Linked DNA regions of Mus musculus: all the other regions are linked to region 1. Evidence: chromatin contacts called from public HiChIP or PLAC-seq and Micro-C data. All regions are on one chromosome and are shown on one strand. Each heading gives the region's core, a stretch centred on a gene start, on an enhancer-like site or on the middle of the called end of the contact. The rest is flanking DNA. Distances are from core to core; before and after follow the strand shown.

Region 1 (7,957 bases), core at 3,314-5,813:
TCCTGGTGTGTCCCAAGACAGCTACAGTGTACTTACATATAAAAAATAATAAATAAATCTTAAAAAAAAAAAAGAATTCAAAAGAAAAAAAAAAAACCTCAGAAAACTCAAGCAGTTCGTGGGTGGTGGCTAGGTCACTGTGTATTCTATTAGTTCTTGAAGCTGTAAACTCTGAATGGAATAACCAAATTCAAATTAGTTGTGGGCCCATCAACATGTTGAATAGATAGGGAAAGGAAAAAACAAAACAACAACAACAAACCTCTGACCTTTTGTGGATCTACATAAGTCTCTAACATGGATAGTAAGCCATTCCAACTTTCTACCACACAGATGTCTTTGCAGACCAAAAAAAAAAAAAAAAAAAAAAAGCCTAGGAGTTTGCAAGAAGCTAACAAGATAAGCATTCACTTAGAAGCTAACCGTCTTCTTTAGCAGTAGAAACAAAAAGCACATGGATACATTCAAAGATATTTGGAAGACACTGGCCAGTTACTGCAGCAGTATTCCAGTTGATATTGAAAACTCAACTGTTTGGCTAGGGTTCTAATACAAAACAGTGGCTTTAATTAAAGGACTTTACAAAAAACTGCAGCTGACACAACTTTTATTTATATTTTGTTCTTGCTTTTACTGTTAAGTTTTTAATGAAGTGATAAGCCAGGTGTGCATCCTACATACAGGGCCAGCAGAAAAAAATGGAAACAGGCAACCTTGCAACGGACGTAGGAGGTTGGGGGAACCCTCCAGAACACACCAGAGACCTGGGAGATGAGAGGCTCACAGAACTCAGGAGGAGGGACCTTAGATGAAATGCCCCACAGTAGGAAGAGGGAACTTATAGAGCCCACCTCTAACAGGAAGACAGGGCATCAAATGAGGAAGGGGGGTTGCCATGCCACAGTCAAAAATCTGACCCATAATTGTTCCTGTCTGAAAGAACTGCAGGGATGGACATGTAGAAGAGCCTGAGGAAAAGAAGGTCCAGCAACAGGCCCAAAGTGGAATCCAGCTCAAGGGGAGGCCCCAAGGCCTGACACTATTACAGAGGCTATGGAGCTCTGACCTATCATGACTGTCCTCCGAAAGACCTAACAAGCAGCTGAAAGAATCAGATGCAGATATTTGCACCCAACCAATGGACAGAAGCTGCTGACCCCTGTGGTTGAATTAGGGAAAGGCTGGAAGAAGGAGGAGGAGGACCAGCATCTCAATTAACCTGGACCTTCAAGATCTCTCAAACACTGGACCACCAACCAGGCAGCATACACCAGCTTATATGAGGCCCCCAACACATATACAGCAGTGGAATGCCAGGTCTGGGTTCAGTCAAAGAAGATGCACCTAACCCTCAGGAGACTGGAGGCCCCTAGGAGTTTAGAGGTCTGGTTGGTTGGGGGTTGGGGACATCCTCCTGGAAACAGGGGTGTGGGGAGGACATATGGGATGTAGAACAGTTGGAGTGAGGGGTGGGGGGGAGATAAAATCTGGAGTGTAAAAATTAGATAAATAAAAGACAAAAAAAGAAAAGAAAGCCAGGTGTGGTGGCGCATGCCTTTAATCCCAGCACTTGGGAGGCAGAGGCAGGTGGATTTCTGAGTTCGAGGCCAGCCCCTGATCTACAGAGTAAGTTCCAGGACAGCCAGAGCTATACAGAGAAACCCTGTCTCAAAAAACAAACAAACAAACAAAGAAAATATTAGTAAACTAAAAAAAAAAAAAACTGTCATTTTAAAGGTAGTTAAAGCAGTATACCCATATTATGAATTCACTAGACTTTTAAAAAAATCAATTTTCATTCAATTGTCTTTGCAAATTCTAAGCTTAACAAAATTAATTCATCTGACACCTTTAACTCTTAACTTGTTCAAAAATTCATAATTTCTTCCTTCAAACCTACTCTCTACAAATCTGTATCCCAAAATGGGAAATGATATAATAATATAACGACTATAAACATAAAGACCCCCAGAAACCACAATCCTAACACACCAAAAACTGCTCAGTTAAAAATGTCCTCCTGAAGCCGGGCAGTGGTGTGGTGGCGCATGCCTTTAATCCCAGCACTCGGGAGACAGAGGCAGGCGGATTTCTGAGTTCGAGGCCAGCCTGGTCTACAGAGTGAGTTCCAGGACAGCCAGGGCTATATAGAGAAATCCTGTCTTGGGGGGGGGGGGGAGTCCTTCTGACCACAAAGACCAAAGGTCATAGTCTTAAGACCCTGTAGATACTGGAACCCTACACCAGTACAGCATCAGGACCAAAATGACATCTCCAAGGATACCTGCTATCCTTCAATAGTTAATACTGCCCTTTCACGTTCTAAAGGGTCCTGCTTCAGACAAGATCCATTGGTTGAGTTAGAAGTCAGGCCAGAGGTTGCCTTAGGGAAAGGGCAGGTGTTTACTCAATTAGAGGAATCCCTTGGTGGGGGGAGGGCTGGAAATGCTCTGTTCTGTATCTTAATGTGTATATGGCCATCAAGACTTATGCATATGTAAAACAAGGCCGAACTGTCCTTTCCCGATTTCATTGTTAAACTGTGAAAGGTGTAACTTCTTAAATATATTGAAATGCCTTCTTTAAAAGTCTGTGTTCAAATAAAGTCCACAGAATTATTCTGGATTTAGCTAACAAGATGTTTTTTCCAATCTATTTTTAAAAAGACACATATTGTGAGTGATTTTATGTAGATAGAACCTTTCAAAACTTTTTTAAAATCTCATTTTAAGAAGTCTCCAAATTTTAGAACCCAAAGCATGGTGATCTACTTATCCCACTTTTGCAAATAATAAGGAAGATAAAAAAAAACAAAAACAAAAAACAAAAAACTACACTGGGTAAGACACCTACCCAAAGATAAAGTGGCTCGCCAATGGTAACTGAGTAATAACCTTATAACACAACTGGCTCCTTCTCTCAGGTCCCTCTAGTTCCAACTGGCTGTTCCTGACACTGCAAACAAATCTGAACTCTGACTCTACCTGTGGCCTAAGAGAGTTCATTTGCTGCGAGTTAACAGGCCCCAATGTGTACTTACGAAAACACGTTCCTCCTCCTCCACCCCATCTAGACAGCTGACACAACAGTTACACGCTCAAAGCATTCATTTTGCTTCAGATGAAATAAAGTATGACATCTTAAAAATCGCGGTTCAGGAGAGGCCATACGCAGATAATGACTAATTCCATGTTACTTCCTTCAGATCTTTTTGATGAATACAGCAATCACAAGACACACACCACTTGGGGCCAGTAACTGCTGTGAGTGACCCGCGGGGAAGAGCGCCCACCAAGTTAAAAAAAAAAAAAAAGCCCTACAGGACGCGTCCCACCCCACTGCACCGCAAGCTCTAAAGATGACCTGGCTTTGACAGCTTAGTTTGAGACCCCACGCGAACAGCTGGCATCTCGGGGGGGAAACTTAACACGACGTCTATCCTTTCCGCGGGAATTTATCCCGAGTCTCACAAGGCTTTTCTGCTCCGCAAAGAGCAGGCCTTGCTTCCCAGGACACAGGGCTCGCCCCTCCAGCGTCTTTACAGCGAACAAAACAAGACTTGGGAACAGAAAACGAAACGGTCACGGACCTGCCGAGCGGCCTCAGGACGCTCCCCAGATCCGCGCAGGGGGTCGGGCGGCGGTGCCTCCCCAGGCGAAGCGCCTGAGAGGCCGGAGCCACCGGTTGCGGTGGAGGCTCAGACTCGGCCACCGCGCTTGCTGTCGCCGCCGCCGCTGCTGCTGCTGCCGCTGCCGCCGCCGCCTAGGCCCTGAGAAGTTGAGCGGCCGCGCGGGCTGCGGGTTCGCGCCCCGCCCGGAGCGAGCCCGGGGGGGCGGGTCCGCGGGGGCTCGGCGGGAGGCCGCTCGATGGGGGCAGGGGACCGGAGCCTGCAAGTTGGGAGCCCGCTACCGCCACCCGGCCACTTTGGCCTCTCGCGCCCAGCTGGGCTGACGCGCGCCGCTCGCCCGTTCTCCCTCTCTCTCTCTCTCTCCCGGCGCCGCCGGCCTCCGCCGCGTCCGCGAGGTGCCCGGGCGCGTCCCCGCAGCCCCCGCCGGCCGACGCGCCGAGCCTCGGGACCGCGCCAGGCCGCGCGCGCGGGCGCCGCGTCCCCCCACCCACTCCAGTCGTCCCCCCCGCCCAACGCGCCGCCGCCGCCCGTTGGCGCCTCAGATCGCGCGCTCGCTGCCCGCTGGCTCCCGGCGCTTCCCGCTGGCAAAGTTGCTGGGCCTCTTTGGGAGGGCGCCGCACCACCCCTCAGGCCGCCGCGCGGGAAGGCCCAGCCGGCCGCCCCGCTTTTTTTACCTGACGGGAGTTTTCGCGCGCGCGCTTGCTCGCTCTCCCCGCTCGCTCGCACGCCCGCCCGCTCGCTCGGTTTTCTTTCTTTCCTTCTTGGCGCTCGCCCGCGCGGGGCGCCTTTTCCGCTCGCGCTGCTCGCGCCCTCCTTCCTGCTGAGCCCGGCAGAGCGGGGCGGCCGGCAGCTCTCCCCGCCCCCCTGCACCCGCGCTCCGGCGGAGGCGGCGGCGGCGGCGCTCCGCGCTCCGACTCATTCCAATATGGCACGGACGCAAGGCGCATGCGCCCGCGGCCCCCCCACTCCCTCCCCCAGCTCCGCGGTCCTCCCTCCCGGCAACCCGCGCCCCTCGCTTCGCGCGCGTGGCACTCCCGACCCGGCCTCCCCAAGCCCACCGGCTCGCGGAGCTGGAGCTGCACGGGAGACGACGCGTCCGCGGGCCCGGGTCCATAACCCGCCGCTTTGCTCGCGTCCCCCTGTCCGCACCTCGCCGAAAGACACCCGCGAGGCCGTGGCGCTGGGCGTCGCGGCGTGAGCCTCTGATCCCCGACGGCGCCATGGACGGAGAACGGCTTGGAGACGGCGTCCTCGGGCTCCGGAGGCGCGTCCTGGCCTTGCTTGGGATTCTGGAAAGAAAGACCTCACCTCGGGCTTCTGGACAGAGCGGCTCGGGACCCCGCGAAGTCCCTGATCCATCCGTCCCTGGCGAAGCGCGCCACTGTAGCCCGCACGTGACCACCTCGAGCAAGATGGTATTAGCAGAGAGGCAGCAGTTCTGCAGGTCCCCAAGGGGCGCATACCGTGGCCGAGGGAGCTGCGCCCGCCCGCCGGACCACGTCGGGAATCCTACACGTTCTTTGAGATCTAGCAGGGCACTCTAGTGCTCGTCTACCGAGTCCGACTCGAACGCCTCTACGTACCTCATGTCCAGGCTCAGTAAATGAGTTGTCCTGCCGCAAAGGGGCACAGGTTGACCTAAGAGCTTCAGGAGAAGCTCAAAAATGCTGTGAATCAGCCTCGAATCGGAAGGTGCCCACAGGCAGTTACGTTCGGCTACTCAACCCTTCTTCAGCGAGCACAGGTGTCAATAGGAAGCACACCCACCTGCTCCAGAAAGTTCCCTCAGAAGAAAATCCCAGCGCCTGTGGGATCCCGGAGTGCCAATGAGACCAGACTCTCCAGCCTAAGATGGCCTCAGTCAGGGGCTCCTACTCAAGGAAGACTCCTTTCTTTTAGAGAAGAGGAGGCGAGACACACACACACACACACACACACACACACACACACACACACACACACACGAAGGTCTTGGGATGCTCCCATTAGCATCTTTCTCATGTTTTTGGGCAACCTTGGGAAATATGCACATTACAAACGCCAGATGATTTTTTTCTTTTTGTAAGTGTAAGCACCATTGAAAAGACAAAGTAACAAGAAAAAAAAATAAAGAAGAATATAAAAGGATATTCAATTATTGCTACACAATTTGAGCTCCCACCCACCCCCTCCCAACACCCCCCCCGCCCCGGCCAAAAACAAAAAACAAACAAACAAACAAACAAAAAAACCCTTCTTCATAGATACATGCTTGCAAGCACACATTTTCATTTATTTGCTACTATGACTAACATTTTTTGTTTGCATGGTCGTTTTTAAGGTATATAGTTCCTGCTTGTGTATTTTATTACATTGCAGTTGTCTGCTAACACATCCATGCGGTCCACAGATGAGCTGAGTTTCTAGGAATGGGAAAGTTTTTAGGTAGAAAGCTGTGAATGGCCCTCTCTTGCCCCAGTTCTTTCACCAGCAAGGAAGAGTGTAAGGAATTGAATGCACATTCCTAAACACTGAGGGACAACTTTTCTCCCCTACATTGAATGATGCCTAGTTTAAGGTGACCTTATTTGGCACTTCTTGGATGACTAAACATTCAAAATTTCCCCATTTGCTATCTGTATTTCCCCTTCTGTACATAACCTGTTGTTCATATCTATTGTCTCGAGTTGAATCTCTTCTAACTTAAAAAAAAAAAGTTTTTTTTTTCTTTTAAGGATCTTTCACTTTTGTTATTGAAGGGAATGTTGCCCCTGTCTGATGTTCTTTTTTGCTTTAGTTTACAGTTCATCTGTCATTCTAGTCCTCTGGGTGTTGGTTGTTTGTTTACTTGTTTTTGTTTTTGTTTTCATTGTTGAATGCCAACAAAGTGAGCTTTCATGCACCTGTCTACTGGTATAATTTCTTTGCATATTTTATTATTCTAAGATCATCTATCCAATCTTAGTTTTGCTCTGTTTTGGAGTAAATAGATAAAAATGTAGATCTAATTTCCTTCCTCTATTACAATGGTTATTGTTTATGCAGTCACCATTTATTAAATAATTTCCCCTTGTTTTTTGCTTAGCAAAACCTACATTTTTTGCTAAACTTTTGCTTTTGGATTGTGTATTTCAGAATCATCCAGTTCCTCCCATAGACCTTGATTTCAGCAAATACTGTATAGTTATAACTACTGGTTCTTTGAAATAGTTTTTACATCTGACAAGGGTCAATTTCGACCATGAGAACATTTTTTTTAAAGATTTATTTATTTATTATATGTAAGTACACTGTAGCTGTCTTCTGACACTCCAGAAGAGGGAGTCAGATCTTGTTATGGATGGTTGTGAGCCACCATGTGGTTGCTGGGATTTGAACTCAGGACCTTCGGAAGAGCAGTCAGTGTTCTTAACCGCTGAGTCATCTCTCCAGTCCAAGAACATTTTTTAAAATAGGGTTTACATGCCCATACATGCCCTTATAATTATAGAAGGATTAAGAGCATTGGTTTCAGGGCTGGAAAGATGGCCCAACGATTACCAGTACATATTGCCCTTGCAAGAGACCCAAGTTCAATTCCCAGTGCCTACATGGAGTCCCAAGTTCAATTCCCAGTGCCTACATGGAGTTCACCTCAGACTGTACTTGGGCTTCAGGGGATACAGTGCCTCAGACACCAGCACTCACATGTTCATGCCCACACACAGGCACATAATTAAAAATAAATAAAGCCCTTTAATTCCAGCATTTGGGAGTCAGAGGCAGGCAGATCTCTGGTCTACAAAGTGATTTCAGGACAGCAAGACTACACTGTAAAACCCAGTCTCAAAAAAAAAAAAAAAAAAAAAAAGTCTAAAAAGAACAAAGAACATGGGCTTTGAGAGTAAACAAGGCTCAACAATGAGCAGCCCTGTGACCTAAGTTACTGCCTAGTCAGGCCTGACAGTTTGGGTTTATAAATGGGGATCAGAGTAATACCACCTCACAAGTTCAATGGCTGGCACATAGTAAATGCTTAATGTGAGTTACTGTTGTTAATCATGTCTTCTGTTCCAAAGAAGTAAATTATGGAAAGTTGCAGTGAACCCATTTCTTTGTACAATAGCACTTATAATGATGGTAATAATAATAATAATTGTAGCCAAAGGTGGCTGTACGAGTAGTAGTAGTAAGGTTGGAGCTGGAAGTGGAGGTGTATGGCCAGTGGAGGTGATTTTCCAGCACCTGGAGGTCCCAGAAGGAAAGTTATGAGTATCAGGTCAGCCAGGCCTACATAACAGAACTCTATCTTTAAAAAAACAAAGATGTGAGCCAAGAATGGTGGTGTAGGCCTTTAATCCTAGCAATCAG
Region 2 (7,957 bases), core at 2,050-4,549, 620 kb before region 1:
TTCAAGATATTTTTCATACAGCAAATAAGTTATAAAATCCTCTAATATCTTTTCTTCCACTTTCAATATCCTTAATTTTTATATTCGGTTAAAAAATCTGAGAACCCAGTTATTAAACACTTCTTCAGAGTAGCCGTGATTTACATATTTTCTGTCTCCTTATGCATAAAGCAGATGTAAGTTATATACTTTGAAAGGGCATACTGGGTCTTAAAAGCATTAAAACAGGACCTGAGCCTTAGCTCTGGCACAACAGTTGCCCAGCATGCATGTACAAGGCCCTAGTTTCAATATCCAGGTCCACCAGAACCAAATCATTAAACAAAACAAAACAAAACAAAAACAAAATATCAACTTGAAAAAAAAAATCACAAGAAAATGTAAAGGTAAAAAGTCTCAAATTAGAATTAAAATATTAGGGTAGAACACATTAAAATAGATTTCAGTTTTATGAGACAAACTGAATTAAGAAAACCTGATTCACCTTCTAGCAACCCATAACTTCCATAGCCAACTGGGCTATGGTTAGTGAGGAAGAGCTTCCATTTTCCCCACTACTGTTCTAAGATTAACAATGCTATCCATCTAGCAAGAGCAGACAGAGATTCCTGCTAGTGCCAGCCCCTCTCTGCAGGAGCTGTGTGCTACCTCACAGGCCTCATGCTGTCTCCACAGCAGCTACCACTGAGCATCACTTTGCAAGCCAGCTTTTGAACAGAAGTTGTTTAACTGAGTCCTACAAAATCAGTAAATGCAGTTTAGACCCATGAGAAATTCAACCACAACGCCAGGTGGGGTAGAAAGGATGAGTTCTTTAGGGTCCATAAAGCAGGTATTTCAAGGAGAAAACAATGACTTTCCATATAAACATTAAACATTAAATTCCTAATCTTACATGACCCGTAATCAATAAAATACATTATATCTCAATAGTTGAACTTCATATATGTAAATTAAATATTAGTTCAGAGTATATTTTACCCCTCACAGGTAAGTACTGGTTTTCAAATAATCACCTTGCTTTTTTTAAATAAAATTTTATTTATTTTATGTATATGAATACACTGTAGCTGTCTTCAGTCAGACACACCAGAAGAGGGCATCGGATCCCATTATAGATGGTTGTGAGCCACCATGTGGTTGCTGGGAATTGAACTCAGGGCCTGTGGAAGAGCAGCTAGTTCTCTTAACCACTGAACCATCTCTCTAGCCCCCCACCTCGATTGTTTAAAAAGTCAAATTGTTACCAACTTTATTTTACTCATTTCATATTCAAAAGTGAAAATAGAATAAGGGGCAAAAAATAAAGACAGGGTTTCAGTATGTAACCCTGGCTGGCTTGGAAACTGAAAAGTAGACCAAGCTAGCCTTAAATTTATGGAGATCCACCTGCCTCTACCTCGAAAGTGCTAGGATTACAGTAGGTAAATAGCTCTTGCTCTAGTGCGCTTGCTTGATCGCCCCCCCACCCCACCCCACCCCACTCTCATTCTGTCTCTCTCTCCTCCTAACAGGGCCTCATATGTCCTAAGCTGGCTGGTCCTTCTGACTCCTGGTTTTACACAGTGATGAAGATCGTAGCCCTCCTCACTTTCTTTTTTAACTTTCTAAAGGATGAATTTTAATTCCTAAATGACAACTTCTAAAAGGAAAAAAAAAAAGTTACATAGTATCTTTAGTTTTAGAAAAGGCTATTTACATTGAGAAAGTCTTACAATGTAGCCTAAGCCAGGTTGAATTCAGTGATCCTCTTACCTCACTGTACTGGGGGTGGGAGGGTTTAAAAGCAAATTAGTAGGTGCCACCACACTAGGCTATATGGTAGTAGTTTGCTGACTTAGAATTTGCTGAAGTTGTTTCACAAAACTACAGCAGAATTTTCTTTTAAAGAACTATCACCTGGTAGTCAGGCATGGTGGCACATTCCTGTAAATCTCAGCAATGGGAAGGCTAAGGTAAGGGGAAGACAAATTTAAAAATAGCTTCCACTATATAGCAAGAACCCCGAGAACGAGGGCGACAGGGCAGGGAGACACCGACACAGACACAACACAGACAGATACACACACACACATACACACACACTCGGGTGTGGTAGGGAGGTAGGATTGTAAAATCAAAATTAAGAAACTTAAAACGAATGATCCTAAAACAAAAGTGTCTAAATATAAGGTAGGTTTTAAAATAAAAATAGTAAAATATTAGCAGAAAGCAAACCACGCTTTACTGATAACACGTAAGCATAAGGGGGAAATTTTTACTACTTCCGTATAATCAAGGAAAAGATGCCCATATCATGACGATACAACTGGAGGGGTGTGTTTGCAAACCTTCAGGACTGGAGAACACAGGATGAACTGCGGAAGTGCATACCCTTTGACAAGCAACTGTGCTCCCCATCATCCAAAACAAGTATCACATTTTTTTTAAAAAAAAGCTCTAAGGATTTTAACTGCACTACTTCAATGCTGGAAAGCCACAACCAAATACAGAACATGCTGTAAACGTAGCACATGCAAGCAACCAAAGGTTATCTAGGTACAATGCAGAAGTGAGATGTCAAAATAGTACAAACGATATGATTCAAGTTTGGGGGTAAGAAGGCGTGTATACACACATACACTCAGAAAAACAATCATGGAGACATACATCGAATGCTAGAGTACGATGAATTTTTTTCCTAATTTACTTTTTCTTTCTACCTGGAACGTGCACTATTAGCATATTCTGACGGATTACCCAAGGTTGGCCTCACATCAAGGGTTGCATCAAGGCCAACAGACAGCGAACAGGGTGTTCACTCCCCATCCCACCTCGGCCGCCACAAGCAGCAAAGCGGCGGGCATCTGCGGCCTGACAAGCCGGACAGCCCCAGCAGGACCCCGCCCCTCCGCCTTGGGTTCCGCCAACACTCGATCGGGTGACGCGGCCGGAGCCGAGTGCTTGTCCTCACCTTGTAGTAAAACACCGCCTCAGAGTAGCGGCCTTCGTGGTCGCGCTGCACTGCCAGCCGCGCGAACTGCACGGCGTCCCGCTCCAGCGCCGACGCGTCCATGGCGCCCAAGGCCCCACGCCGGGGGAGGCAGACAGGCCCTGACGCGGAACCCCGACGCCCGGAGGCACTGCGGCGAGAACTGGGGACCCCGCGGGTGGAGTGGCAAAGTTTACTTTCGAGGGCGGCGGAAGAGATGACGGAGCCCCACTACCTCAGACCCGCCCGGAGGACTGCGAGCTCCGAGCAGCCCGGGCTCGGAGCCCTCGCGGCCGCCCCCACCCCTCGCGTCCTTGCTCCGCCCATCAGCCGCATTGCGCAGGCGCAGTCGACCCCGGCCGGGAGGGGGAGCGCTCCCGCCGAAGCAGGCGGGGCTCAAGGCGATCGTAGGTGGGCGGGGCCAGAACAATGTCCAGTGGGATTGGACAAGAGGAAGCAGGTGCCAGGGCGAAGCTGAGGGCTCCGCTTCCGCCTGCTAGAAAGAAGGTGCCAGTGCCCAGGAGGTTGTTGGAGAGAATCAGGGGATGGCTTGAAAGGAGCATGCGCGTTATGGAGCCCTTGGTCCGCTAAGTGAGAAGGGTAGGCGGAAAGAAACAATCAGTAGCACCTCGTATTGCCAACTGGTTTAATTAGAAATAAAGATATGAAATGAGGCTAGGAGGTGCTTTTGAGATGCTCTGGTAATGTTCATTTGACAAACTAAAGTATGACCTTCTACGGCTCCCCAAGGCACACCGAAGTGTATTGTTTGAATTGTCTACAAACCAGATGATGTATTTTTGACTTGTATCTTAGGGCAAGTTGAAGGTTGTAATTACATAGTAAATGGTAGTGTGGTTGCTTTCTTTTATCCCCTTAAAAGTTTGAATTCAGCAGTGATGAAAATTAACTAATGGCAAGTGCCAGAACTTGGATGAGATTCAAAATCCATGCTGTGTCAAAGTAGCAAGTCTTGACAAAATTATACACTGTATGATCCCACACATAAGAAACATTAACGCAGCATATGGTGACACATTCCTGTAAGCCAGCAGTCTGGAGGCTGTGGTAAGAGGACTGGGCCAGCATGATCTACACAGCAAAAACCCTGAACGACCCCAGGAGGCATATGTCTGTTGTAGTGGAGCACTCTCCGTGCAAACATGAACACAAATCAGCTGGAGATATTGCTAAGAGTTGATTGTGAGCCTGGCTGTGGTGCTCGCTTTTAATCCCACCACTCCAGAGGCAGAAGAAGCAAATCTCTGAGTGCTTGGCCAGCCTGGTCTTCAGAGCTCATTACAGGATAGTAGTGTGGCCACACAGAGAAAACCTGTCTCAGGGAGAGAGAGAAAAGGAGTTGAATTGATTGTGATCCAGTCTAGAGTGGTATCAGCTGTCTTCAAGCTCAAGAAAGACTCCTTAGTGATGCTCATGCTGGTGGTTCAGGATATTCATTATCAAGGTCACAATGGGGTGGATGTTACTACTGAAACTGGTCAGTGTACAGCTAAAGAGGCTGTGGTCAGCATCCCTGAGCATCATGTGTGTCTCGACCCTCCACCTTGCTTGTGCCAGCTATGAATGTCTGTCGTCCCCTTCCTCCATTCTTACAATCTCAAGCCTTAGCAATAAGATTTTCTTCATACCAATCCCCTGAAGGGGCTTTTGTTCCATGTCACCATCCCCTAGAGAAGCTCTTAGTGTTTAGTCTTGGATGGCCCCTCACAAATGAATCATGAGACAGACAAATGATCTTGCAGATGGGTAGTTACACATTTGTTTGTTTGTTCACCAATTGAAAAGTATTTGCTTATACTCACACATGCTGGGTCCTTACCTGCCAAATTTCCCAAGTTTCATGAAGCTCCAAAAGTATGTTCATGAATCTAACTAAAAGGCAGGAAGTACTTTTACGGCTAAGTATTTTTCCCCTAGGTTTAAATGATGGCTCAGTGGTTAAGAGCATGTATTCTTGCACAGGATTGGGGAGGGATTCCCAACACCCACCTAATGGCTCACAACCTCTGAACTTCCAATTTCAATGGCCTCTTCTAATCTCCAAGAACATACACCAGTCACACACCAGACTACAGTGGAGCAAAATGTTCATACACATATATAAATCTCAACATAAAAAATTTTTAAAAAGTGCTTTTCCACCAAAAGGCCATGAATGCTCATAGCAGCTTTATATTGAAATTTATTTTGTAATTAATAAGTATACATACCCATGGTGTGTAAGATGATGCCTTCAAATATATCTTTGAAAGGTTAAATCAAGCCAAGAAGTGTATGAAGCTTTATTCTTGCTAACTACAAACTAGAAATAATTAAAACGTTCACAAACAGGTACATGGATAAACAAATCGTGATAGATCTATACAATGAAATATGTCTCAACAACAAAGATGGGATTCATGACTGACAACATGATGAATCTCAAAAATATTATTCTGAACAAAGAAAGCAAGGACAAAGGAGTACGTTCTTTGACCCTATATTTCTAAAACTCACGGGAAAACAAAATGAATAGGTAATGAAAGAGTATGTCAGTGCTTGCCTAGAATTGTTTGGAAGAATCACTGAGTTTTCAAAGTGTTGGTGTTACATGAGTATATAAAATTTTCAATTATACACTTAAAATCTTACAGTTTATTACTTATAAATTTCACCCTGGTAAAGTTGGTTTTTAAATATAAAAGTCATTATAGGTAGGACTTCATAAATATGGTTTATTAGTCATATCATTACTTCTTCTTTTAAAGTTCCCAGCTAAGTAATAATAATTTATTACTTCATTCTATAAATACTGTTGGCCAGACACTGAGTGTTAAAGCAAGGTGACACAAACAGCTGGCACCAGCCAAAAGGTGGCAGCACCTTTTGGTAATTGCCAATGTCAGGGTTGGAAGGGCCTCAGGAACAACGGCTGCATCAGCACTGTCACTCCATGCTGATGGATAGATCACTAGAACAACCTCTTTGAAAAGGCTTATAAAGTAAAAGCAGTATAGCTTTGGATTCATCAGCTCCACTACCAGGCCATAAGCAAGAGAAGTGACTGTGCATGTCCATTGTAAAACATAAATGAATATGCTTTTGTCAATGTGTTCTTGGAATTGGAAAGGACTAAATGGTCATCAAGATTAGAATGGATAGGGGCTGAAGTGATGGCTTGTCAGTGAGAGCCCTGTCTAACAACTGTTGTAGGAAAAAAGGACAAAGGAAAAACACCCTGTTCCTGACTTGACCCCAAGCCCCAAACCAGGGCCAAGAAACAGAATCCCACCAATCCCTAAGCCCAAAACCCCACTAATCTCTTAACAGAAAAGCCCACTGCAGGAGACAGTCTCCTCACTGCCTTCAGATCAAAATGTAGACCTCTTGGCTCCTCCTGCACCATGTCTGCTTGCACGCTGCCATGCCATAATAATAGACTAAACCCATGAAACTGTAAGCCAGTTCCAGCGAAATGTTTTCTTTTTATAAGAGTTGCTTTGGGGCTGGAGAGATGGCTCAGCAGTTAAGAGCACTGATTGCTCTTCCAAAGGTCCTGAGTTCAAATCCCAGCAACCACATGGTGGCTCATCTGTAATGAGATCTGACGCCCACTTCTGGGGTGTCTGAGGACAGCTACAATGTACTTACATATAACAATAAATACATTTTAAAAAAAGTTGCTTTGGTCATGGTGTCTCTTCATAGCACTAAAACCCTATAACAGAAGTTGGTGCCAGGAGTGGGGTCTGGATCACACTGGCCAGACTTGAACATATATATAAGAACTCAAAGCCTGACTCCACAGTGATACACTTCCTCTAACAAGGCTACACATCCTCCAGTAAGGCCACACCTCCTAATAGATCCATTTTCCATGGGCTCAAGCATATTCAGACCACCACACCCACCAATTCCCGAGCTTGCCACAGAAACCCACCAATCCCTGAGCACTTGACTGATCTTGACTACTCCCCTGGCAATGGACTGTCAAGAGCCTTAATAGGACAAGCTAATAACTAGCAAGTGATCTTCCTGAGATGGTCTGCTTCATATTATAATACAATCTGTAACAGATTCACTCTTATTGGACAAGGCCATAAGATAATTCATTTTAGGAAAGATTCCTGCTATTAATATGCTTTTCCTGTTAATATTAAACATATATAACAATAACTAGGCATTAGCCCACCTCTTTGGAGCAGATCTCTGCAGATCTACAAAGATGTACTGCCTTGTAGTGATGCTATATAGACAAATAGATGACTTCTTAAGTCTTAATGATGAGCCTATAAGAATTCCTAAAATTATATCAGTGATTATTAAGCTCTTTTATAGTGGGGCTGCTATTAGGTCCTTTTCTGATCGTCAAAACTGCAATGAGACTCTGCCAGTCTCCCAATTGTGTCCCCAGTTAATCGCTATTATATAGTAACCAGACTTTCTCCTACTGGGAGGACATTCCAAGAGGTTGTAAAACAACTAACCAAAGGTCATAAAAAGGGAACTAACAATTTATTATAGGTGCTAGGACAGAAGATAAAATATTGACTGGGATTTTCTATACAAAACTTCACTAGTAACTTAGTTATAGTTTTCAACTTACAATGAACCTGTGGAGCTGTGACAGGTGATGGATGTTTAGCCAAATAATCGCTCCTAATAAATATGCATTTAAACATTCTCTTTTGTAAACTGTGATTATGTTTTCTGAAAGATGTTTAAGTGCTGAGGACAAAAAACAGTCAGAACTGAGCTGAGAAGAACTGAGCCAAGAGAGGAACTGAGCTGAGGAGAAGTTTTTAGACAGAACACTTTTTGGACAGAACTATACGCAAGAAGAACTTAGAAGTATAGGCACAGCATTGGGAGAAAAGGCATTGAGAGTTAGAGCATTATTGTGACATCAGAGCAGGAGGAGAGAACAAGATTAGAAGGAGAATGTAGAGGAAAAGAGGAAAAACGAAGCTGCAGAGAGCAGAAGGA
Region 3 (7,957 bases), core at 3,775-6,274, 610 kb after region 1:
AGGATGAGCCCGAAGTTCCTGCTGGTCCCCGCCCTCGCAGAATCTCAGAGTTGAACATGAAGGAGAAGATTGCGCCCATCCCAGAAGGAAGCGCCTTCTTCATTCTTAGCAAGACCAACCCGTAAATACTCCCTTCCTAGTCCCTTCACCACTATCTCTCTCCAGGTGACTCTTAAAAGTGCTGGGTCTGGAGTAAAGAAAAGTAGTTCCCGCCCCCCTTCTGATCTCTGAATGTACAGGGCCCCTTAAGGTCCCCTCCTCCTCCTTACCTGTGTCAACCATTCAGCCGCGGGGAAGTGTCCTGTTCCTTTGGGGGTACAACAGAGTGCTGGGAGGAGCCTGCTCTAGAATTCCTGCCCTCACAGCCTGCATGGGAACAACTACAGGAGCCTGCCTAGCTCAGTAAGACCTTCTGGGAGGGCCTGTGGCTCTCCTGTTGTGTACACGGGCACACTGGCCACTCTAGGACCCTTTCTGAACACATGGATCTTGTTTTAAGATGCTGTATGGATTGAGAACTCTGCAGGCAGGTTCTGCACAACGTCTTCATTTTCAGGTCCCATTTAGGAGCTCTTTTCCCCCCTGTTGAGTTTTATGGTATTGCTCATCACGCTTTATATGCTATGAGCAGTTGACTTAGCACTCTGATACTGTGCTTAAAATAGCATTTCTCATAGTAAAATGATAAGGTGCTTACCAGGAACGTGGTAATGACTCACAGACTGCGTGAGGAAGAAGTCTATTTACTAGCTGGTTTCTAGGTTTAAATCATCTGGGATTAAGTGAGCTGCCAGGGGGAGAGGTGGCTCCTGGAAAGGCTTCTAGAGGAACTGCAGAAGTAGTTCTTGGCCGTCAAGGAGGAACACTGTGTAGTTCACAGGCCCAGAGGAGGCTCAGGTGGGAAGCAAGGCAGGCTGGAGGCCTTGAAACGTGACAGTTTCATGATCTTTTACAAGATTAATATGTCGGTGTTCTGTGCAGATGACAGGAGGACACATGTGCCACCGTGCATCGAGGGGCTAGAAGCCACTTTATGGATTTGGTTATTGATTCTGGAATTGTCAGGCTTCATACAAATCTTTACCTGCTGACTGATCTGGCCCACACCGATGATTTTTGTATAGTTCCTCACTGAACATCCTTAAAACAAACAAACAAACAAACAAGCAAACAAAACCCAAAATGGCGGCTGTGAACTGTTACTGATGCCTGCAGTTCATTGCATGTTTATGTGTGTGGGAGGAATGGGTCCATTTTCCCAGAAGTCAGGAGCATCCCTGCCCCCAGGCCTAGCTTTGGCAGTGCGCAAGTCTTTCAGGAAGTGCACAGCACAGAGCAGCCACAATGGGAGACCTGCACTGAGGGGCCACCATCATATAAAGTGATTCTTAGTTTTGGAAATGAAAAGTTACTTGTCCAAGGGCAAAGCCCATCCATGTTCTTTAGTCCACGCCACAGCAGCAGCTGACCAAAGAAAACGCTGTAAATCTGAATATCGAGAGGGAGGAGGTTGTAACCCAGCCCTGTGGGACCTCAGTGGAGCAGGAGAGGTTCTGATAGGCCCCGAGAGCTGTTGAGAAAGAATTGGATCTGGTTGAAAGGCACGGCGGTCCTTCTCGATTCCCAGGGTTGCAGGATTCAGTAAGAAACCTACCATGTGACACAATGAGATCCTCACACGTAAGCAAATGACAAGGCAAGTTTTGCTCTGCCTTCTAAGGACTGCTTGTTGTGGATCAGCTATTGACTAAAAAGGTGACCTTTATGGGCCCCTGAGACGGCTCAGTGGGTAAAGGTGCTTGCCACCAAGCTTGGCAGCTTAAGTGTGATCCTTTCAGATGGGCCCATGTGAAAGGAGAGAGCTAACTCCCAAAAGTTGTCTTTTGCATACACACACACACACACACACACACACACACACACACACACACACACACACAGGAGGGAGAGTGAGAAAGACAAAGAATAAATAAAAGTCATAAAGTGAGCTAAGAATAGGACATTTATAACAAACTTTCCAGACAGCAGGAGACATCACTAAGTCTCACTTATTACAGGTCATATTTGTAAAACAGCTGCCCTGTGGACAAAGATGGGAGTGTGTCCCACTCTTTGTGTTAAAATATCCTTGAGAAGATTAAATTGGACAGCGTTTAGTGAAGCACAGAATGATTCACAGAGGAGCAGCCCCGAGAGCAGAAGGCAAGCCATTCCAGGAGCTGCGGTGTGGCGAGAGAATCATGGGCAGAACACTGGGATGAGGGGGAAGCAGCTCATCTGGCCATAACACCACTGGGCCTTACTGGAGTGTGGTCTGGTTGGTTGGCAGCCTGTGATTGGCTGAGGCTCAGCTGTTTGTTACCGCAGTGTCTTCCTAAGTTAGGCCTCCAGTTAGTAGCTGGGTTGTAGTTGGTTGTGTAGGTAGTTACTCTAGGGACTTCATTTGCTCAGTTTCCTTTCATAAGTCAGGCTTCATGCTGTGGTAGGAAAAACTAGGGGTAGACATGCTTGGATCTGAAATCTACCTCTGCTTCTCAGTAGATTCGTTACCTTAACATTCTTCCATAGCCATAAACCTCAGATGCCTCATATTTTTAAACTATTTTTATGTCTGTGAGTGTTTTGCTTACATCTATGTGTCTGTACTACATGTGTGTAATGCCCACAGAGGCCAGAAGAGGGCGTTGCATCCCCTGGGACTGGAGTTATGGAGGGTTTGTGAGTCCTTGTATGGGTGCTGGGAACTGAGCTCAGGTCCTCTTAAAGAGCAGCCAGTGTTCTTAGCCATTGAGCCATCTCTCCATCCCCACTTCTGGCTCCCATCTTTTGGAGGGATAGTAACCCCATGTGCAAAGACTAGATGCAGTGCCCTCTGTAGCTCTCCCAGCACAAAACTTCTCACACCAAAGTCTGCCTGTAGGCTCCGTGGGACAAATTGTGGGCCATATTGTTCACCATGGGTGGAAAACAAGAGCAACATAGACGCCGGCCAGCCTCCTCCTGTTCTCTCCTGAAAAAGCCTCACACCTTGGAGGACCCCAGCAGGCTCCGGCCCTTGTCTGCTCCTTGGTCCATGCGGTGCTTTTCTCCACAGGATACGTGTGGGTTGCCACAAGCTCATTAACCACCACATCTTCACCAACCTTATCCTGGTCTTCATCATGCTGAGCAGCGCTGCCCTGGCTGCAGAGGACCCCATCCGTAGCCACTCATTCCGCAACACGGTAAGCCTCTGAGAGAGGAGATGAGGGTGGGACCACCCTGGGGGTCAGCCCCAGCCTGCCTGTGTCAGGCACCATCCAGACAGCAGGCCCAAGTGTGGGAGGCTTGGACTAGAGCTTCCTGTGCTCGCTGTGTGTGGTGCCAGGGGTTGCTTTCTCTGGACGAAGTGAGTGGAGATGCTCGATTACAAAGAAGCCTCTATAATATTGCTCGTGTCTTCAGGGACTTCTTCATTCCTTTCTTCTTACTATGGGGTTTCCCGTTCCTTACTAGAGGCACACTGATAGCTCATTAGAGTCCTAAGGGGAGGAGATAAACTTGAAACCACCCTGAGTAGGTTCAGGAACTCTGACCTTGGCTAGTGAAAGCCCTCTCTTATGTGAATTTACCTAAAGCTGCGCAGCTACCCCACTGGTGAGAGACACAGATCAGGGAGAAGACGTGAGACCAAGTTGAAAGGGGCAACAGGCGGTAGTTACATCTTTGATTATTCACCCAGCGTCATAGCTTAAGGATACACTTCTCATTCAATTTTCCCTATCAGGCTGCCCAGAGCCTTTAAAAACCAATTCCCCTTCTCCCCCAAAAATGTAAAATTCAAAGGAAGCTAATGCTGGAGAAGTCAGTGTATTTGTTGCTATTGTTGGATTTGATTTTGTCTCCCAATGGAGCTATTTTGAGTATGAATATGTTGCAAAAGATCACCAATATCTGAGACTATTAATGATACTATGTTATACTTGCAGATAGGAACACGTTGTCCCCTGAAAGTCTCCACCCAGCAGCTGACTCAGATACAGACATCCACAGCAAAACAGGGATAGGGCTTGGCACTGATGTATCTGTGTTAGAAGATACTTGTTTCTACATTAGTCTTTGCTTCAGGATCTCTTCCCTAGCAGTTCATCTAACTCAGCACTGAGCAAAGGCCAAAGACTCGTTCAGACAGCCATGGGCCCGTTGGCCATCGCATCTGGATCTTGAAAGGCAGTGTCTGATGCTGCCGAGGTACTGCCCGGGAGAGGCAGCATAAGCACAGCCTACCTCTTATGCCAGCAGCTCAGTGCCAGGCTTTGTCTCAGTAACCACGCCTTCACGTTATAGCTCCCCATTCCAGTTCCTGGCAAACCTATTGGTGATGAAAGGATGCTCTCAGGAGAATACGGAAGGGACATTTCCCAGTGGCTCAGGGAGCATCCCTATAAAGATGAAGGCAGTGAGCCTGCCTCAGGCCATCCTCACAGACTCAGCTTTGATTTGAGATCCCCCAAGCCATCTTCATTTAGCATTTAAACGGAGTGGACACACACCCCTCTGTCCTTGAGCTCCATCATAAAAATGGAGCACAGGGCAGGAGGGTGTTTAGAGACTAATCATGATGTCACAGGGCAGGGGCTAGTGCAGGTTAAGTGTGTCATCGTCTCTTTCCCAGTATTCAGTTCCTTGGTTTTCCTTGTCTTTCGGGTGTGTGCTGCTGTTATAACACTACAGAGTTTCATTTTAGCAATAGCTGAGTTTCTAGTGACAAGGGGAGTAGAGGCCACATGAAGAAAGTACTTAAGTCTAAGAACTGGGATTGGCCCCTGGGTACCACATTAGTGTGGCTGCCAGGTACTTTCAGTGTGGGAAGAGAGGATGAGGGAAAGGTGGGGGCAGGGGGCTGATAGTTGACTAGAAAATACACAGTTAGGCAAAGCTGCTCTAGCATTGCCTAGTAGTGCAGAAATGGGAAGTTTGGGACAGGGTTACCTCTGAGGAGAGCTCCCCTACTTCCATGGAAGAGACGCACAGCTCCCCCTTCTGTGGAGGAGAGGTATTGCATGCTCCAGCGGTGACTCCTATAAAGGAGATAACAAAGCCCTCAGACTCTGGACTACACCCACCAACCTCTTTGCCTGTGACTGGCTTTGTGGCCTGAGCAGATGTCCCTGCCCTAGGCCAAATGGTCTCTACAGTCCTTCCAACACCAATATCTTCAGTTCTTTCAAAACCATAGATGGGCTGCTAAGACAGGTCAGTAGCAAAGGGCACTTGTCACCATGCCTGGCCACCTGAGATCACTTCCCGGGACTCAGATGGTAGAAGAAAAGAACTGATAGCTAAAAGTTGTCCTCTGACCTTTATACATATACTGTGGCATATGCATGTGTCACAGACAATAGGTAGATAGATAGACAGACAGATGCAATAAAGCCACAGCACACATATCCATGAGATCAGCACCCAGGACAAGCTTGTGTACTGGCAGTTTTGCCTGATATCTTTCCAGTTGAGAGTCATGGGGTCCTCAGCACACTATGAGTAAGCTTGTTGCGGTGGTTGGACTTCTTGTTCCTGGCCCACTTGCCCTGATTCTGAGTCTTAGTGGCTCTAAAAAAAATCAAGAACCTTGCGTCAGGAGCTCAGAAGATTTTATAGATAATAGGTGACATTTTCAGGAATGCCAATAGAGCAGCCTATACTAAAAATTGGAATGCTACGTCAGTATAGTCTTTGCATGGACCCAGAAAGGCCAGAGTCAGCCTTGAAAGAAAGCAGAGTTTACAGAGCGTGGCAGGAGGAAGACACTAAGTACAAATCATGGTCACAGACTGAGCCATCCCAGCATATGTGGGTGGGTTCAGGACATTACTTGATGATTACATTGTCCGGGGTGGACAGGAACACGTGAAATTTTCTGACTTCATTTGATGCAATTAGCATTTTTACTTATGCTTTTTATAATTAAAAACAGTAGCCATATGGTGCTGGGAATAGATCCCCGGGGCCTTGTGCTTGGTTGGCACCCTTGACTCCTTCACTGACATTGTATTTCTTCACCAATATGAGGCACAGCTAGATAGCAGAGCATTTCATTCAAGTTCAAAACTGCCAAAGGTGTGTGAGTCTCATTTATCAGGTGCTACAACCCACTGGGAGCCCATGCAGAGGGAAGTTTATTAACACAAGACTTTCAGAAACAAGTCCCTTTGGGTCACAATAGGAGCCTGGGAAGCCAGTCAGCCGAAGTGGGTAAAGGAAGCCAGGCTCCCCAACATTCCTTGGTGGTTGCAAAGACGAGCTATGGGTGGGCGAGAGGGGTCCTTCTGAGTGTCTCAGCCTTCCCATGGGAGCAGCAGGTTGTCCTGCCTGGAGAAGGGCCTCTGGACAGAAGCTGGCGGTTCTGCTCTTGGGCATGAATCTGGCATCCTTGGGCTGACTGCTGTGTGTTGTGCCTTGCAGATACTGGGCTACTTTGACTATGCCTTCACAGCCATCTTTACGGTTGAAATCCTGTTAAAGGTAATACATTTCTCCTTGACCCTCCTCTATGCAGCCACAGCAGTAATGGTTGCGTTCTTTGCCTCCCTTCCAGATACTAGGTTATGCGGACTACGTCTTCACGGGTACTTTTGCTTTTGAGATCATTTTAAAGGTAACAGGCCGGCCAGCTCCTCTGACCTCGGCCCCTCCTGTGCTTCAAGCACAGGAGAGATGCGTGAAGTGCTTTGAGCTTTTTTTTTTTCTTCTGTGATCAAGCTGAACTTTTTTAAACTATAGGATTTTTTTTTCACCTGTGGCCATTCCAACGTGTTTTTGCAGTTTTTCTTTAACTTTGAGTGCATGTAGAAGCTATGTTGGCTTCACATTCTAGTTGGAATTGCATTTTGTTCTTTAAAAAAAAAAATCCTCTGAATTTGGTTCACTAATAATGGATATAGCACTCTGTGTGAACGTCCTTCTCCCCTTCCTGACATCAGAGTGAGAAGAAAAGCACCTGTGAGGTGGCAGGAGACACTGTCCCCTTGCTCCTGGGACTACATGGTGGCTTCTGTGTCCTTGAATAGTAACTCACTACTCTCTTGCAATGGGTCTTGCAAGCTATGCTGGGTCTACTTGTGTGGAGATGTTCTGTGTCTCTTTCAATGGGACGGGCTTACATTTGCACAGAGCAAAGGTGTATCTGAATGAACTGCCCGTGCATGGCCTACCAGGTGGTGTCACTGCGTGTGTTGTGTCCCGACTGTGAGTACCCCATGGGGGAGTTCCTTCCTGAGACACAGCAGAGGTCTAGGAGCCTCCAGAAGCTAAGCCTTCAGATGCTGTTGTTACAGCCAACTCCTTATGAGGAGAAGCTGGGAAATGAAGTTACTACAGTTGCCTTTGAAGTATTTTGAGGTTTATGTGTGTGCATCTAAAACAAGTTCTTTATGTTGGGCAACTAGGGACTGGGCTCCTCACAAAAGCTTCCACTGACAAAACCCCAATTAAGGAACACAGGGAGTTGCCCTGTTGTGGCACTGATGTTGCCAATGCGTTCAAAACCACCCTTTCCAAATATGTTCAAATCTTATAAAAGTTAGGGTTTTCTTGCCTAACTGTAGGTCAGTGGGTTTGGTTTTCGTTTCCTCTACACTGGGGCTGAGCAGAGCAGTGGCCAAGGCTTACGTGGTAAAAAAACCAGCACAAAATGCGCCAAGTCCCTGCTCCAGGTTCTTGGTTTTTGCCATTTGCTGCCTCTCCCTCAAGCTGAATTAGGGAATGTGTTCCATAGAGCCATTAGCCTGGTTGATTGAGTTTCTGCTTTTCTGTCTGCCTGTTTGAACTGTTACTCACTCTGGGCTTTGGCAAATAAAAGCCTGGGCTATTTACCACTGTTTTGGTTTTTTTTGTTTTGTTTTGTTTTGTTTTTTTGTTTTGTTTTTTTATGGCTTTTCAAGACAGGGTTTCTCTGTATAGCTCTGGCTGTCCTGGA
Region 4 (7,957 bases), core at 3,848-6,347, 540 kb before region 1:
TAGGCTCTTAGCTGTGCGAAGTGCTTCTAAAAGAAACAGAATGCCTTGCCACATACTTTTGAGTTACCAGGAGAAACTTTCCCATGTGCCAAGGAGTATACCCAACTGTGTGGCAGGCAACTGGACTTAAAAGTCAGAGAAGCAGCTCTCTTAGCCACCTTAAGGCCATGCGCTCTGTTGGGGCCTATGAGTACTAGAGGAGCCTGGTCATCAAGAACCAATCAGAGAGTCAAAGAATAACACTGGGAACCAACATTGTGGCCTCTCAGTTGAGGGTACTTCCATCTTACCTGCATAGGGGATTTGGCATAATTGTGATTGTCTAGGAAGGCTGGCAGCCGCTGGACAATAGGGGCAGGGTTTGGGGGAACCCCATTGAGGCTGCTCCCTGGAGGCTTCACCACCAGCTTACATTTGCTGGGAGGACTATGGGTTGTAGTTTGTGGGCACGAACCAGCCACCTCCTCTGCACCATCTGAGACAAGGCAAAGTATAAATAGGACATTCAGCTGTGTCCTTAAGAAAAGCTACAGTCCATAATCCTGTGACAGTTGTTTCCCCCAGTGAAGACAGCAAACAGCATAGGCAGGTAAGCTCTAAGTCACACAATGAAAAAAAAAAAAAAAAACAAAAAACAAAACAAGACACAACAAGAAGGCAGCCTATAGATAAAATAATAGGGGTGGGAGGTATGGGATGGGATGGACCACCCAATACAGAGAGGTGTGGGTCTAGGGTCATGATAGTCCTTTTCACGTATCCTTTAGGAAAATCTCACTCTACTCTCCCTGTTTTAATGGGAAAGCTTCAGGTACTGGGATTTCAGGCCTCCTGCTAGAGCCCCTGTACCAAGTACCTTCTTGAAGTGCTTGTGCTTCCTATGTCAAGCTACGATGGATGGCTGATGCCCAAGTCCCTCTAGTACCTGTCTGAGTGCACTCAGAGGCCACTGGGGTTCTGCCTGCCTCCAGTCCAAGGGGGGACTTGCTGCTGGCTGGCTTGCTCTCCTCAGGCAGCTGTGACTCTTGAGATTTGTGGGTCTGAATCAGCTCCGGCTGGGTTACTCTAATCAGCTTAAAACAAAACTCAAGCTTAGGAGAGAAGGATAGAGCCAGGTTTCCACCATAGATAGCTAAGGGCCTTGACCCTGCCTGCCTGCTTATTTATTTATTTATTTATTTATTGGAAAATAAAAAGGCCAAGCCACAACATCGTTTTAGAAGTTAAGTTCTACCACCCTTACAAAGGAAGCAAAGGAAAGAAATGGTTAGTTAAAGCCTCAATCTACAAGACACTGATTTGGGAATTAGAGACAGATACTAAATAAAATGTAGGAGAGACAGGGAGCACTGGGTTGGCAAAGCCAGGCAACTTACCTGCTGCAGGGCCTCCAGGACTGTTTGTCGGTTCACCTTCAGTACATGTAGCCTGGTCTCATACTTAATCCTGCGGTCAGGCACCACTGCCATCAGGTTGAAGCGAATGTCATGATAGGGCTCCCTGCAATCACAGTGGCAACCATGAGAGGAGTTCCCACCCCAGACCTGACCTGCTGTTAAGACTGAGGCAAGTGTCTTGCCAGAGCTCCTCTCACAGTCACATCTGTAGCTCTAAGTATAGGCTCCACTCCAATAGGCAGCGAGCAGCCAGACACACATCTGAAACCCAGCTACACCTTCCCATGAGCTCTGATAGAGGCTTGTCAGGAAGTAAGCCAGCACACCTGTGCTTCTTAACACGCCCCCCGCACACACACACACACACAAGGCTTGTCCCTCCTCCAGCCCAGCCCAGAGCAGGCCACAGGCAACCTAAAATTTAAATCCCAAACCCCAAGCCTGATCTTGCCAGATACCATGGGGCCTTACAATCTACAGATCATTACGCTTCTCTCTTTCCCCCCAAAGGGGACATAGCTCCAGAAGGACACAACCAAGGGTTCTTACCCTGCAGTAGCAAGACCGATTCGCTCCATGATGACCCTTCGAGCTTTATCTGTCCACTCCTCGTCCTCTCCCCAGGGCCCTAGGGAAGACCAAGATGAGGAATCAGCAGGTGGGAAACCCTGAGATGGGGTAGGCCAGGGTTAACAGATTCGTGTGGTTGAGAAGCTACAAGCTAGACACATAAACAGTATAAGATGAAACCATGGCAAGAGTTAGATGTCCCTGGTATCCACTCACGCTCCTACATCTCAAGGATCTAAAGTCCCTGAGACCCAGAAAATCAGAAGGAAGCATGAAAAACCCAACAGGCCCCTTCCTCAGAAGGCCTACCATGATCAATTGGGTAGACTTTCAATCCATCCAATTCAAAGAGCCTCCCTGTGATAGGCACATAGCTGACAAAATGAAACGCCTCCATGGTCCGCACTGCACTGAGGCCATTCTGTTTCTCAGGAAGGTGACGTGGTTCTGGCCTGGAAAAGGACAAAATCAGAGACATCCTCCACCACCCCGACCCCACATCAGCAACCATAGCTCTCACATACCTGGCATGGCTATTATGTGCCTTGGCCAGTTCAGGGGCATTGCCAATTGCATATCCTTTGCTCTAAAAATAAAAGAAGACTACATAAATACAGATTCTCAGCTGAGCCTCTGAATAGGGGAAGAGTTCCATAAAGCAGGCTTAGAGGCATTCCAGGAATCCCAAGCAGCACAGATGACCGTTCTGAAAGGGCAGTGGTGGCAAATGAGACCTTGCTTAGGATTTCCTACAGAGATGGGCCATATTGGCCGTGCACAGCCATCAGTGACTACTGGGGAGCAACACAACAGAAAAGGTCTGACCCAGATCACTTAAGTCTTTTCCTTCTATCATCTCATTTAGCAGCAAAGCCTAAAATCAACTACCTTCCACATTACTTATGAGTCAAATAGATGTTAGTAAACATTTGAAAAAGAAATGACCAAAAAATACCAGATACCATGCAGTGGCATTACCAATAGCTCTGAGGATCAGATGTGCCCAGCCATCTGTAAGCATGATCTAAGGTACTGCAGCGTACCTCAGGACTGAAGCCTTTGGTGAAATCCTTCATTCGGCTCAGCGTGGGCCCCAGATCCACATTGCTGCAGTTCAGAAGCACGCTTAGCAAGGCGTGAGTGGCACAAGAGTTGGGAATCAGCTATAAATCAAAAACAATCACTCATATACCTCATATACTCTTTACCCCAGACATCCCCATGCCCACACTTATTGAGAATGAAGACTAAAAAGAAAGATGTCAACATCCTTTAGTTTCCTTTGTCTTACCCAGTCTTTATTCATTTAACATGAACCAACTAAAATACCTCCTATCTAGGGACATGGAGAATGTACTAAAACACCACCAACTACAGAGGTATTCCCTCTAATGAAAAAGAGTTAGGTCTGTCTGCCACAGGGTTTCTGCAACAGTTTCTCTTGGTTCCAGTCTAGCGCTTCTTCCTGCTCCCCCACTGCCACCTTCCACACAATACCAGAAACAAACAAAGACAAAAATAGCATCCTGGCCCGAAACAAGCGCAGAACTCAGCAGACCTGGTGAGCAAAGAACATGTTATTCACAATATCATCATCAATCACAGACGTGTCATCCACCAACGTAGAAACCTTGCGGCGGGACCTGCGCTCTTCGATCCATTTGAACAGGAAGATAAATCCATACACAGGCCTAGAGAAGCAAGAGGCAGATGACAATCAGCATCCCCTTCTTTCTCTCCCTAATCCTTTGCACTGAAATGCTCTTGCACTGAGTCCCTCACTCTTAACCAAACTGTATCCAACATGGCTCTGAGACCTCAAACCCCAGAAGCCTATCACAGGCAGTCAAGTATGAGCCTGAAGCTCTCAAACCCCACTCGGTCTATGAGGTCTAGGCAAGAGAAGAAGGAAATCTGGAACTGCTGGCCCAGGATGGAGCAAGGTAGGGACACAATAAAAGGCACAAAAACGTTGATGAAGAATTAAGTACCAACTCACTGGTGGACCTCGGCCTCCAGTCCTAGTAAAATGAGTATAGTGCGTGAACTCCCAAACCAGTTCCTTCCCTTGGAAGCAGTTAGGTTCTCTATGCCTCTATTCTATAGATTTCCAAAACAAGACTCTGAGTTTAGGTACCTAAAAAAGGCCTTCTCACACTAACCAATCAATACAGGACAACTGTGTTCAGTTTTGTTGACACATGGTCTCACTAAGTAGCGTAGGTTGGACTCAAACTCAGAGATCTGCCTGCCTCTGCCTCCCAAGCATTGGGACTAGAGGAGAGCGCCACTAATGGTCAGGACAAATGTTGTGTGGTGATTAAAGGCACAGCACATGTGGTGATGTAATTAATGGACTGTACACTTACAAAAAAGGTGCAACACTATGCAACGGAGGGTTCCGGCTGCAAAACCAGAAAGGCAGCTCAACTGTACTCCACGAGTGCTTAGGGTTAAAAGGAGGGCTACAGCTTTCTAAGGAGAAACACTGAGGAAAGACTGAGAAGAAAAGAAAAGTCCAAGAGGGCACCCACAAAGAGTGACACTTTCTTATGTGATATTTTATATAGCTCAGGTTTTCTAGTACTGCCTCCCTTGAATGGGGTACTATTCCCCTGCCCTTTCTCGGCCCTCCGGAGGTAAGGGGGCGTCCCAGCCACTCACCCCTGGCATTTACTCTGAAGGTCATAGATCTCCTCCACTTGCACCCCTTTGACACCTACGATCAGGAAAGGAGAGGTCGGCAGGGCAGTCCCAGGCTCTGCTGCGAGAACTCAAGGACCAACCCCCACATCCACACCAGCCAGGGACCGAAGGTCGTGGGTAACGGGGTTCTTACCGAAATCTTCCACCAGGAGGGTGAAGAGGCCTGGGTGGGACGACAAGAAGAGGGATTTGTCATGCAGGTGCGTCCGGGGCCCATCCGGCCTCCCCAGCCCCCGGCCCGCCGAGGCCCCTCCGTACCTGGGTCACTCTCCAGCTCCAGCCAGCCCTTATTCATCTTCCCGCGGAGCGGCCTCTCAGCGCCATGTCCAGGCCCTGCTAAACCCGCGCCGCCCCCAACCGGGAGCGCCCACCGCCCTTAGGGCTTCTCAGCCCCGCACAGACAACGGGCCGCGCCGCGTCACTCGCCCGCGCCGGACGTACAACGTCATCATCACACGACGAGCCTAACCCGGGGGCTGGTCTTCCGCCGGCCGAACGGCGGGGGCGGAGGCGGAGACAGAGGCGGGCATGCACGCGCGCGCGCGTCGAGGCGAGGGCGCGCACGTGCGGAGGGCGGGGCGGGCGCGCGGCCGTTAGCGGTCCTCGTTTTGGCCACAGTCCGCGTGACCCCATCCCCCCTCAGCACGCTCGCCTCCTTCGACGGCGCAGTCACCGCGCGGGGCGGCCGCCCGTGAAGTAGTTACCACGTCTTGTGTCAACGACTAAAGCTCCGGGACAGCGGCGCCCTCGGCGACAGCTGGGTGGGCAGCCTGGGCTGAAAGCGGTGGCCCGTAGCTTCCGTGAGAGCGAGCAGCGGAAGCAGCCTCCAGCCTGGCCTCGCCACAGCCGCCCGGCAAGGGAGCCCTGGCATGCGCGGAATGCTCCTTGAGCCCTCTTCTGACTGTTACCTTTGGGGGACGGTTGTGGCCACACTGACGTATTTTCCAAATAAATCGTTTATTCTTGCGGCGGCGGGACCGAACACGTTAATATATTTTTAATTTACCCAACACTTTTATCCAGTGATACAACTTGGTAAGCGTTTCGAGCGAGCATCCGCCGGGTTAGGAAATCGCGGACTGAGCAGCTTGCATTTGCCACGACCGTCCTCAACTGTTTTGAAGATTCCATCTTATAACTACCAGTGTGCACAGACTACTACTCAAGTAACGTCGTGTCCCAGCGATGCAAAGAACTGAAATCTCAAGGTTTATTTCTATTTTAACACAGTCGGGTTTAGCGCCAACATACTAGGAAGTAAAGTAGATCCCCGTGGGGACACGGAAAGGTTCCAACCCATCTCAGCCCATCCACGTTTAGTAAGAAAACAAACTGATGTTAGCTCTGCAACTGCATCTCCTGTGTTGGGAAAAGCTAGCGTGAAGTTTTGATGGCTTGTAAGCAGTTAGCAGTTAGAAAAGTCTGACATTCATGAAGAGATTCAGAATCGCCAGCCTTGACTTGAGGCTCTGGATACTGAAGTATAGTATATCTCTGGAGGGACCTAATTGACTGAGGTCTTTTAAGAAATGCTGTCCAAACCCGGCAGTGGTGGCGCACGCCTTTAATCCCAGCACTTGGGAGGCAGAGGCAGGCGGATTTCTGAGTTCGAGGCCAGCCTGGTCTTATAGTGAGTTCCAGGACAGTCAGGGCTACACAGAGAAACCCTGTATCGAAAAACAAAACAAAAAAAGAGATTTATTTTATGTATATGAGTACACTATAGCTGTCCTCAGATACACCATAAGAGGGCATCAGATGCCATTACAGGAGCCACCATGTGATTGCTAAGAATTGAACTCAGGACCTCTGGAAGAACAGTCAGTGCTCTTAACCATCTATCCGACCCGGTTCCAATGAGATACTGCAATGAGATAAAATTATAACACCGTAGTTGATGTCAGCTTTTGTAATCATTAAATCTCACCTAGGATCACTGATTCTGACCTTGGCCATGACGTTTATCTCTCTAACTCAGTCTCCTCAACTTGAAAATAAGGGTTATTAGTGTGCCTATTGTTAAGTGCCTAAACGGTTCTTGGAACCATTTAATCACTATTGGCCATCACTAGCATTAATATTGTCTATAACCCCTTTATCAAATGAGTTGAGAAGTATACTGTTGCTTTGATCTTGTAGAACTTGATAACCAAATGTAAAATTAAATTGCTAACCTATTTCGTTTATGTTTGTAGCTGGAAAAGCCTGCATTATCTTCATAATAGCACAGAAGAATTCTAGATAGGAAGGACAGACGGAAACGAATGAAGACTTTAAAAGAAAAAAACAAACATCCAAGATTGAGGTAGAGTAGGTGACCTGAAGGAGTTGGGGAAATTCCTTTGATACACGCTGCATTTTCTGCTTCCTTTAACATACTCTTGGGCTAGGGTTAGAGAGTGACAAAGCGTATATCAGAGCCCTTCCCCCACCCCCAAGAAGCCCTCCTCTCTTCCCAGTGCTGTCCCCAGTGGCTCAGTGGCAGCTGTGGAACTTTACTATTTAAATCTCAGTGGTGCCTGAGCTAGTACTCCTCTGAGCAGGGTTAATCTCAGAGGTGGCAGGCGGAATTCTGAGTGCCGGCTATATAGCCAGCCTAGTCTATAGAGGGAGTTCCAGGACAGCCAGGGTAGTTACACAGAGAAACCTTGTCTCAAAAGCCCAAACAAAAAAGAAATAGTACTCCCTTTTTAGAATGTTGTGTTGAACTAAACTCATGATAGTTGCCAACAGTAGTGCCTGTCACTGGAAAACAGTGCACTTCAGGGACATTTTAGTGTACTTGGGAAGCTGGCAAAAGAAAATAAAAGTAGAAGGCTTGTCAGCAGGGTCCTCAACACTTTTGCTGTTCTTTCTCTTCTATAGAAAAACTATCAGGACTAAGAAGGTAACACAGAGGAAGCTGTCTTCAAGTCCTGGTAAGAGAGTGGAGGTGGAGTTGAGTTCCTGCTTCCAGCCATTAACAAAGAAGGCCCTTCCCATGGTGCTCTTTCGTTGCCAACCCTACTTCTTTCCCAGATTCTCTAAGGTCCCAAAGAATTTGGTGTCTGAAGTTTTAGCATGTCGTATCTGAGGTTCAAGAAAGAATTTAGTTAAAGCCAGTTGAGAACAAAACAGTGTGAAGTACTTAGTCACACCCTACTCTGTCAGTGCGACCAAAATTACCTCAAGGCCTGATACCCACTAGGAGTTAACCTTTATTCTTGTCAATAAAGATGCTTCCTGACTACAGGGTTTTAATTTTTGTTTTGTTTTCACATTGTGATGCATTCAATAGAAACCCA

Evidence for each region. Hi-C and Micro-C count contacts between places; a contact is called where the count stands out from the background. HiChIP or PLAC-seq counts read pairs in DNA pulled down with a chosen protein or histone mark.
Region 2: an H3K4me3 HiChIP or PLAC-seq map of bone marrow-derived macrophages shows a contact between it and region 1, with 3 times the contacts expected there. The contact joins the promoter of Capn7 here to the promoter of Sfmbt1 in region 1. A contact is called at or near these places in 4 of 39 promoter capture datasets (liver, pre-B cells and stem cell-derived epiblast-like cells), 1 of 484 Hi-C or Micro-C datasets (embryonic stem cells) and 1 of 115 datasets of contacts at active chromatin or transcription factors (bone marrow-derived macrophages).
Region 3: an H3K4me3 HiChIP or PLAC-seq map of bone marrow-derived macrophages shows a contact between it and region 1, with 6 times the contacts expected there. The contact joins the enhancer-like site here to the promoter of Sfmbt1 in region 1. A contact is called at or near these places in 3 of 39 promoter capture datasets (embryonic stem cells, hippocampal neurons and pre-B cells), 2 of 115 datasets of contacts at active chromatin or transcription factors (bone marrow-derived macrophages and large pre-B cells) and 2 of 9 other capture datasets (embryonic stem cells and liver).
Region 4: a Micro-C map of embryonic stem cells shows a contact between it and region 1, with 7 times the contacts expected there. The contact joins the promoter of Bap1 here to the promoter of Sfmbt1 in region 1. A contact is called at or near these places in 5 of 484 Hi-C or Micro-C datasets (embryonic stem cells, muscle stem cells and myocytes), 1 of 115 datasets of contacts at active chromatin or transcription factors (bone marrow-derived macrophages) and 3 of 9 other capture datasets (adipose tissue, liver and pancreatic islet).

The regions. Positions count from the first base shown.
Region 1 is chr14:30,712,221-30,720,177 of GRCm38.p6, reverse strand. It overlaps Sfmbt1 (Scm-like with four mbt domains 1), which reads right to left and starts at 4,563. Exons shown (of 21, transcript NM_001166532.1): 1 at 4,303-4,563.
Region 2 is chr14:31,331,980-31,339,936 of GRCm38.p6, reverse strand. Capn7 (calpain 7) reads right to left here and starts at 3,299. Exons shown (of 21, transcript NM_009796.3): 1 at 2,954-3,299. The coding sequence starts at 3,055.
Region 3 is chr14:30,106,333-30,114,289 of GRCm38.p6, reverse strand. Cacna1d (calcium channel, voltage-dependent, L type, alpha 1D subunit) reads left to right here. Exons shown (of 47, transcript NM_001083616.2): 19 at 1-121; 20 at 3,095-3,224; 21 at 6,445-6,504. Among named protein-coding and RNA genes, the nearest start is that of Gm52106, 37 kb to the right of the region's middle. Within about 2 kb of position 5,024, at least 6 of the 459 cell types and tissues checked have an H3K27ac peak or open chromatin away from gene starts, as enhancers often do. A contact at or near this core is called in bone marrow-derived macrophages, where this site is marked.
Region 4 is chr14:31,248,629-31,256,585 of GRCm38.p6, reverse strand. Bap1 (Brca1 associated protein 1) reads right to left here and starts at 5,097. Exons shown (of 17, transcript NM_027088.2): 1 at 4,932-5,097; 2 at 4,807-4,836; 3 at 4,632-4,686; 4 at 3,526-3,658; 5 at 3,011-3,130; 6 at 2,492-2,553; 7 at 2,277-2,419; 8 at 1,947-2,025; 9 at 1,377-1,500; 10 at 926-1,073; 11 at 291-475. The coding sequence starts at 4,968. It overlaps Phf7 (PHD finger protein 7), which reads left to right and starts at 5,271. Exons shown (of 11, transcript NM_027949.2): 1 at 5,271-5,881; 2 at 6,869-6,978; 3 at 7,539-7,591. The coding sequence starts at 6,938.